Linked DNA regions of Arachis hypogaea: region 1 is linked to region 2. The links are chromatin contacts, called in public Hi-C maps. All regions are on one chromosome and are shown on one strand. Each heading gives the region's core, a stretch centred on a gene start, on an enhancer-like site or on the middle of the called end of the contact. The rest is flanking DNA. Distances are from core to core; before and after follow the strand shown. Region 1 holds the start of LOC114927559. Region 2 holds the start of LOC112794247 (peroxidase 7).

Evidence for each region. Hi-C and Micro-C count contacts between places; a contact is called where the count stands out from the background.
Region 1: a contact with region 2 is called in a Hi-C map of leaf, with 5 times the contacts expected there. The contact joins the promoter of LOC114927559 here to the promoter of LOC112794247 in region 2. A contact is called at or near these places in 2 of 8 Hi-C or Micro-C datasets (leaf and an unstated tissue).

The regions. Positions count from the first base shown.
Region 1 is chr4:21,137,226-21,141,958 of arahy.Tifrunner.gnm2.J5K5, forward strand. It overlaps LOC114927559, which reads left to right and starts at 1,426. Exons shown (of 1, transcript XM_029297582.1): 1 at 1,426-1,971. The coding sequence starts at 1,426. The coding sequence ends at 1,971.
Region 2 is chr4:20,604,317-20,608,619 of arahy.Tifrunner.gnm2.J5K5, forward strand. LOC112794247 (peroxidase 7) reads left to right here and starts at 1,438. Exons shown (of 3, transcript XM_025836349.3): 1 at 1,438-1,753; 2 at 2,293-2,635. The coding sequence starts at 1,460.

The sequences.
Region 1 (4,733 bases), core at 176-2,675, 530 kb after region 2:
GACCTATTCTTTTGATATTTATAAGGCAGATCAAATATTTGAAGTTTTATCAAAAGATAAGCAGCTTATTTTACCGGAAGGAAAAAATATGCCTTCAACTGATGAAATAAAGAATAAAAAATTTTGTAAATTTCATCAGGTATTCTCACAAACCATTAATAATTGCGTCCATTTCAGGGATTTGATACAAAAATTTATTGAGGAGGGAAGGTTGAAGTTTGAGGATAAAACTGCTATGAAGGTGGACACTGAACCGTTTGATGTTGATTCAAATTATGTTGAGTCATTCAATTTGTTAGTCAACATGGTAGGAATTGACGCTATAGTGACTAGTGATCAAGATGAAAATAAAGACCTGAGAATTTTTTAGCAAGACAAAAAGCCAGTTTATCCTCATCCTTGTGAGGATTTGATAGATTTTTTATTGATAATTAAAGAATCTGACAGCATTATCGCTATGTACTCAAAGTGCAGTGCTGTTTTTTACAAGGAAGATACAAAGAAGTTTTAAAAGTACAAAATTGAAGAGAAAGAAAAGGCTGAGTTGAAAAAGAGAATGAAACCAATGAGCTAAAACGAAAGATAGCTGAGGAAAAACAAAAGTTGGATGGTCAGATTTCTTTGAACAAGTGTGTCAACAGCGCTGGGATACAACCCGTCAACTAGAAGATGAAGACTGTAGTCATGATTGATGGAAAACTCAATGGATTTTCTCAAAAGACAAGGATTCTTTCCACCAAAATTTCAAATAATAAATGGGTCCAAAATGTGAAAAATGTGTAGAATCAACCTACCGCTTTCTCAAGAAGGCAAAACAAGTGGGTGAGGCCTAGACCTTTTAAGCTCAGGTACTACGAGTCCTAGTTATGGAACATGAATCATGCACAAGATGGAGGTAGTGCATATATTCCAAAAAATATACCTATTCCCTCAAAGCTAATTTATTCTTGTTATAATCCTAACATGCAGCAGGTTCCTAATTATTCTCCTTGGCCAAATTGTCAAAATATTCCAAAGTATTCTTCTTTTACAACCTTTGAGAAAAAAGAGAATATACCTGAGTATGTTCCTTTAGATCCATACAAGGGGCACAGTGTAGATTTTTCTCCTTTGCCAACCATGGCTAAGTCTGCAAAAACAGGCAATTCTTTCAATCATCCTAAATGCAATAAAAATGTAAAGAAGAATCTTGCTGAAAAGAAGGTAATGGTTGAAAATAAGGGAGAAAAAGATGAAGATTTAATTACTAACAATATTGACACTGGTTTTGATGACAACTTAGAAGTGATATTTGGTGTTAAGCAACTTATAGCTGTGGTGTCAATACTACCTGAGGAGTATAGTCAAGTCTGAAAAGTGGAATCATTAGAAGATGATTGTTATGATGTCTTTCCTGGAAGCAAATGCTTATTGTTAGATTACATTATGTGTGGTGGAGGATTGTTTGAGAAACCTACTGAAAATGATAAGGAACATTTGTGTCCACTGCATATCAAGACTCGTGTTGATGGAAGGATAGTCAATAAGATTTCCGTTGATGGGGGAGCTGCTATCAATCTCATGCCTGAAAGAATGATGGGAAGGCTTGGAAAGACTAAAAAAGATTTGATCAAAAGTAGCATTGGGATGACAGATTTTCATGGAAGGACTTCTTCTGTTAGAGGTGTGGTTCTACTGTCAATTGAGGTTGGTTCTGTCAATAGGCTAACTCTGTTTGTTGTTGTTCCATCTAAAGCTGGTTTTAACTTGCTTTTGGGACATGATTGGATTCATGGAATGGGTGCTATTGCATCCACTTCACATCAAAAATTAATTTTTTGGAATGAAGATGGAGGAGTGGAAGAAGTTCTTGCTGACAATAGTACCTGTTACTATGATGAAATGCATGTGGAGTTCAGGATGTATAATCCTGGAGTCAAGCCGCTGACAGTTGACACTAAGGCATTTAATCCTGAAAAAATTGAGATGTGAAAAATAGATATGAATGGTTTTATTTTGGTCCCTAAGGTCGGGGCAGATACGGCCTCAGGAGAGACGTAGATGATAAGTTTGACGAGCCAACTGGCTCGGCTGTCAGCCTATATGGCGGACAGAGAAGGGTGCATTGACAGTGTACCTTATGATTGTATATATGATGATGGTCCTTTAGGTTTTGAAAAAAATAATACTGACAATGTGAAGAAAGTTGAGGTGCAAGATCATTTGGATGAGGTAGATATTAGTAACGGTGATCATCCTAGACCGACATGTGTGAGCAAGATATTGCCTGATGATTTCAAAAAAGAAATAGTGGAGATATTAAAGGAATATTGTGACTATTTTGCATGGGATTATGAAGAAATGCCAGGTTTGAGTTATAAATTAGTAGAGCATCAATTGCCACTGAAGGCCAATATCAAACCTATCAAGCAGCCACCAAGGAGATTTGCTCCTGAAGTCGTGCAGAAGATTAAAGAAGAGATTGAAAGAATTCTTAAGGCTAAATTCATAAGAACAACAAGGTATGTCAACTGGAATTCTAATGTTGTTCCTGTCATGAAAATTAATGGAAAATTAAGGATTTGCATTGATTTTAGATATTTAAATTCTGCAACACCAAAAGATGAATGTCTAATGCCTATAGCTGATATGTTGATAGATTCTACTGCCGCTCATGAAATTTTATATTTTATGGATGGATATTCAGGTTATAATCAAATATATATCGCTGAAGAAGATATGTCAAAAACTGCATTTAAGTGTCCAGGTGCTTTAGGAACTTTTGAATAGATTGTGATGTTATTTGGACTTAAAAATGCTGGTGCAACTTATCAAAGGGCGATGAATAAAATTTTTCATGACTTTATTGAAAATTTTATGAAAATTTATGTTGACGATGTGGTTGTCAAATCAAATGCTAAAAAAGAGCATCTAGAAAATTTAAAAAAGCATTTGAAAGAATGAGAAAGCATAAATTAAAAATGAATCCCTTAAAATGTATTTTTGATATTAGTGCAGGAAATTTTCTTGGATTCTTGGTGCAGAAACAAAGGATTGAAATTGACAAGAACAAGAGAAAGGTTATCTTAGAGGCTCTTCTTCCAGCTAACAAAAAACAACTATAACACTTTGTTTGGATGAGATGATTTTGGAAAGAAAGAAAATGGGGGAGAAGAAAAGGGACGAAAAATTTGATTTTCCTTCGTTTGGATCAGGAAGGAAAATAAACGGAAAATAAAAAAGTACGCCTGGGCCCATTTAAAATTTTTCACCTCATAGTTCGGCAGAAAACTGAGATAGGAGAGAAAATATTAGTAAAAAGACATAATTACCCTTTCAATTACAGAAATTACAATCCCTAATTTCAATCTTTCCGGAAGAAGAGAATACCTATCGTTGTCTTAACCTGTTTGGCTTTCTTCTTCAGCACTGCCAGCGTAGCTTCCCATCTGCGTCCACGTTGCTATAGCAGTTTCGTTATCGTTGTGACAGGTGAAGCACATCTTCAACCAGACATCCTCAACAGAAAGGTGAGTTCTTTTATCAGTTGTAGTAGGTTTTTTCAAAACGAAATGGAAAAAATCATTATAGCATATAGATTGTATTCCTCTTTTGTTTTTCAACTGAAATGTTCTGATTTTACATTTCATGGATGCCATTTATTTTTGTAGTGAAAAAAGAACCCACAGATTGTATTCCTCTTTTATTTTTCAACTAAAATGTTCTGATTTTACATTTCATGGATGCCATTTATTTTTGTAGTGGAAAAAGAACCCATAGATTGTATTCCTCTTTTGGTTTTCAACTGAAATGTTCTGATTTTACATTTCATGGATGCCGTTTATTTTTGTAGTGGAAAAAGAACCCATTCTTTGTTGTCTGTTCTTAAATACTTCATTCGTTCTAACTCAAAAATCCAACGATATATGACCCAGTTCACGTCTGATCCTAGAAAGGACTAATTTTTAACTCATCTGGTATTTGAAATGCTTTGCCCTGGTTTTTATATCATCAGATTTTTTCTCAAACTTTATTACATTATGCCCTTTTTTCATGGGGTGGTCCAAATATGAAGAAAAAAATTCAGGCAAGTGACCATAAAATTTAGTTACATTATTATTATTGAGACTATGAAAAGTGTGTGTGAGAAACAAGTAGAAAATGCCAAAAACTTATCTCTTAAGTCTTCATCAATGTACAATTATACACTAGATAATCAGGCACTTGTATTTAGGAAAATTTACTAAAAAATGAAAAAAAATTATACATTGTGATTTGTGAAAACAACATATTAGAAAATAGAGAGTATAAAAAAAGATTAAGCTCCTAATGCATATAATGCAATTCTAAATCAATATACTAATTAAACTTGGAGCTTCGACCGATTAAATCATTCAATTAATTTGAGCATGCATTTTAAACACATTTCTTTGTAGATTAGCACGAAGCAATTTTTTGAAGACACAAGCCAGCTTTTCTTTCTCTTTTTTACTTTCTTTTCATGTAAATATCATCAACAATAGCTATCAGATATATCATTCATAAAGGGAGAGATTTCACAACCTCTTCTTTAGTTCATGCATCATTTGCTTAGTTCACTAGGTACTTGCTTTGTAGATGATTCTTTTTGTAGAATTAAAAAAATTGAAAAAACTCCCATTGCATATCTTTAGAAAATTAACATGAATCGAAATTAAATTAATTTAATCAAAGATTTGTGGTGGGTAAACCACGACAATTACAATTATTTTAGA
Region 2 (4,303 bases), core at 188-2,687:
ATTGCACCTCAAAATGCACCACCACTGCCCCTGTTAATGCTGTCAAAACAGTCTTGGATGATAGGTTCAAAATCAAGGATATTGGAGATTTGAAATTCTTTATTTGGGTGGAGGTTGCACATTCTTCTTAATCAAAGAAAGTATGCTATGAACATCTTGAAGGATGCTGGTTTTGAGAACTGTAAGCCTGCTTCTACCCCTATGGATTACAGTACCAAACTCAGTAAAACTGAAGGCGTTCCCCTCTCAGATTCTACGGAATATCGAAAGTTAGTTAGCAAATTGCTCAATTTGTCCAACACCCGACTTGACATTAGCTTTGCCATAAAGTTAAGTCAATACCTTGACCATCCCACTACTTCTCACCTCAGTGCTGTCCATCGAATCCTCAGATACATCAAAATTTCACCTACCACTAGTATAGTATTCTCGGCCACCTCTGATCTCTGTGTCACTGGATTTGCTGATTCCGATTGGGCGGCATGTCCTGATTCAAGAAGATTTGTGACAGCCTACTGCTTCTACATCGGCACTGCCCTGATTTCATGGAAGAGCAAAAAGCAAGTGACAGTTGCTTGCAGTTCAGCCGAAGCTGAATATCGGGCGCTCGCCGCTGCTACTAAGAAGGCTATTTGGCTCAGTTTCATTTTGAAGGACTTAGGAATGCCTCTCACCAAGCCCATCAGCACCTACTGTGACAGCCAATCTGCAATTTACATCGCCTCCAACACGGTGTTCCACGAGCGCACGAAGCACATAGAGGCCGATTGCCACATTGTACGCGACAAGTTCCAAGAAGGTCTTATTCATCTGCTTCCCATCTCTAACACTGAACAGGTTGCGGACATCCTGACCAAACCGCTGCTTCCGTCTATGTTCTCCACACTCTTTGGAAAGTTAGGATTGGTCAACTTGTACAAGAACTCTCATTACTTCTCTCTGTTTCCATTTCTGCTCTGTTCTCACACTTTTCTTGTGCACCTTCAACAGTAATAGAGAATTGAAAATAGCGTGACTCTTATTACTTCACGTTACAAACACTTCCAATGGTTACGACCCTAATTTTTAAATATCTAATTAATTGATATCAATATCTTTTTAATTTTAATTTAAAAATAATAAATAATTATTGTTGTCAAATGTTGGTTTTCTATATTTTTCATTCAATAATGCTCATACGGTGATCAATCATGCAGTCATTAGTCCTCATACCAATGACAAATAATAAAAGAAAACACATATTAATTTATTTCATGCTAGACATGATCGACTTTGCATTTAAAAAAAAAAAGGAAAACAATGCTACATGCTAGCATGTCATGCATGCATAATAATTTGGTGCGCCCCACGTTTGTCTATAATACATGTATATACTACTAACCACCAATGCCTCTAATCTTCATGTATATATCACACAGAAGGAAGAAATTTATTATATGACAATTCATATAAAGTGAATATGGCAAATTCTTCCTTCTTCACATTCCTTCTCCTTTTGCTTCTTTACACCATTGTAGCCTCAGCCAACAATCCTAATGATGATGAGACAGTCCCAAGTGACAATGTTTTCACACTCCAAGTTCCAACATTAGATGATAGCATTTTGGATAATCTTCTTTCTTTTGGTTACTATCTTAAAAGTTGTCCTGAATTTGAATCCATCCTACATAACAAAGTCAAAGTATGGATTCAAAAGGATCACACTTTGGCAGCGAGTCTTCTCAGGTTGCAATTTCATGATTGCGTTGTTAGGGTATGTATGTACTTTTCATAACTATTAAACTAAATTTATTGTCGTCACTACTGATGTTTAAAAGAGAAAATTTAGGGTATGTACTTTTATTAAAATCTGGTTAGTACTTAATTATTAAAAGAAAAATGAATAATTTTATATTATTAAAAATACTGATAATGATTAATTGATGACTATACATTACAAATTCTGCTAACTCCTCTATTTAAAAAACTGTGACTATAATTAAAAAAGCATTGCCAGTTTTGTGGTTATGTTTTTTTTTTTACTTTTTGATACGCTTTTAAACGTGATAAAATTAAATTTTTTTTATAGTGTCTAAACATTAAATTGTAAATTCTAAAAAATAATTTCGACAATAAAAAAATGAACTGATGTCGACTAATCTAAAAAATAATTTCTTATATATTTTCATTTATTTTACTCTTATTTTTATAAGTGGGACTAGAATTTAAGAAAAAAAAAAACAATATTAGAGATGCTCTTGAAGGATTCTTTAAGATCCGAACTCAAATTACTTGATCAATTATTTGATACAGGGTTGTGATGGGTCCATTCTATTGGACCATGATGGGAGTGAGAGAAGAGCAGAAGCAAGCAAGAAGCTAAGGGGGTTTAAAGTGATTAATGATATAAAGGAAGAGTTAGAGAGAATTTGCCCCAACACAGTGTCTTGTGCTGACATTCTAAGTGCAGCTGCAAGGGATGCCACTGTTGAATTGGGTGGACCCTATTGGGCAGTTCCTTATGGTAGAAAAGATGGCAGAATCTCCATTGCTAAAGAAACTCAAATCATTCCCATTGGCCGTGAAAATATTACTTCTTTGATTGAGTTCTTTCAATCCAAGGGCTTGACTCTCCTTGACTTAGTTGTTCTTTCAGGTAATCTAACAAAATATTTATAACTCAACTATTATTTTTTTCAATTTTATTATGGGTTACTTTTATATTAGTTTTTTTTTAATAACTAACATGTATTCTCTTTGGTTTATTAATTAAAGAGTAAAGTATTGTTTTTGTCCCCAACGTTTGGGGTAAATCCTATTTGTATTTCTTAATGTTTAAATCGTCCTATTTGTATCCCTAACGTTTGTAAAAGTGATTTAATATTATCCTGCCGTCAATTACACAACATGAACGCTGTAGTTTGAGTTTTAAAAATCTCTTCTTGAAGTTAGAATACAAATGTTTGGGATAGAATCGTTGATCCACTTTGAAAAATAGCTCATCAAAAGTTGAAACTAATTCCTACAATATTTACATAATTCACTTTTTTAGGGACATAATTGAATCTAAACACAAATAGTGAATATAATATTAAAATCGAACACATTCAAGTGGGACCTAATTGAGAATGAATATATCCAAGTGAGAATAATTAAAAGATATAATCTGATTTGTTAGTATAATTGATAGTAGGATAACATTGAATCACTTTTATAAACGTTAGGAATACAAATATGACGATTTAAATGTTAGGGACACAAATAGGACTTACCCCAAACATTGGGGACAAAAACGATACTTTACTCTTAATTAAAAAATAATATTCACCAAAAAAAGATTTTAAAATAATCTAAATACATAATTAATTAATAATAATAATATTTTTATACAGATGTTAAGAGTATTTTTTTAGGTTTAATTATTTTATTAGTTCCTATAATTTTACTAAATTTTTAATTAAGTTTTTATATTTTTTTCTTTTTAATTAGGTACCTACATTATTTTTAATTTTATAATTTGGTCCTTCTTAATGTAAAAAATATTAAAGTTAATCAAATATCTCTTCGTAAATTAAAGGTATTCATACTTAAAAACCTAATTAGATTTTTTACCGCATATATTGTAGAAAAAATATTCTGTTAATTTTAACATTTTTGACATAAAAAGAATATAATTATAAAATTAAAAATAGTGTAAAAACTAAAAAAAAATATAAAAACCTAATTAAAAATTTAGTAAAATTATAAAGACTAACAATAATTAGACTTTTTTTAACTAAATGTTAACCGTATTTAGTGTATGAATAGTATTATTTTTTAACCTTAATTATGATTATTCATAGAATACTAGATTTTAACTAATATTGTTTGAATTGTCTCTATTCATAGACTAGTTGTTTTTGGACATTCCATGCAGTATAGAGTTCAGCCTACTGTATATCACTAACATGTTAATTAAACAAGCAATGATATAGGTAGGTTATTCAGAATCTAAAGATAAGATGTATGTAATTGAATTCTTTAATTTGATATAATTCCATGATCAACACTCTTTTGGTCAAAGTGATAGATAAAATTATCCTTTTTCAATAGTTTTAAATTTAAATTATTTTAATTTCGCTCTCTTCACCTTTTAATAAGAGAGATTTTTTTTTGTTGTCCATGCTATTCTTCAACCTGATGGGACAAGGATTAATAATTCGTTGCGGATCTAAACTTCATTTAAGGTTCTATCGCTAGCCAATGTATTATTATATATACAAGACGAGATTCAAAGTTTTCTTTTAATAAAAGAGATATTAAACCAAATTAATTGAATTTCAAA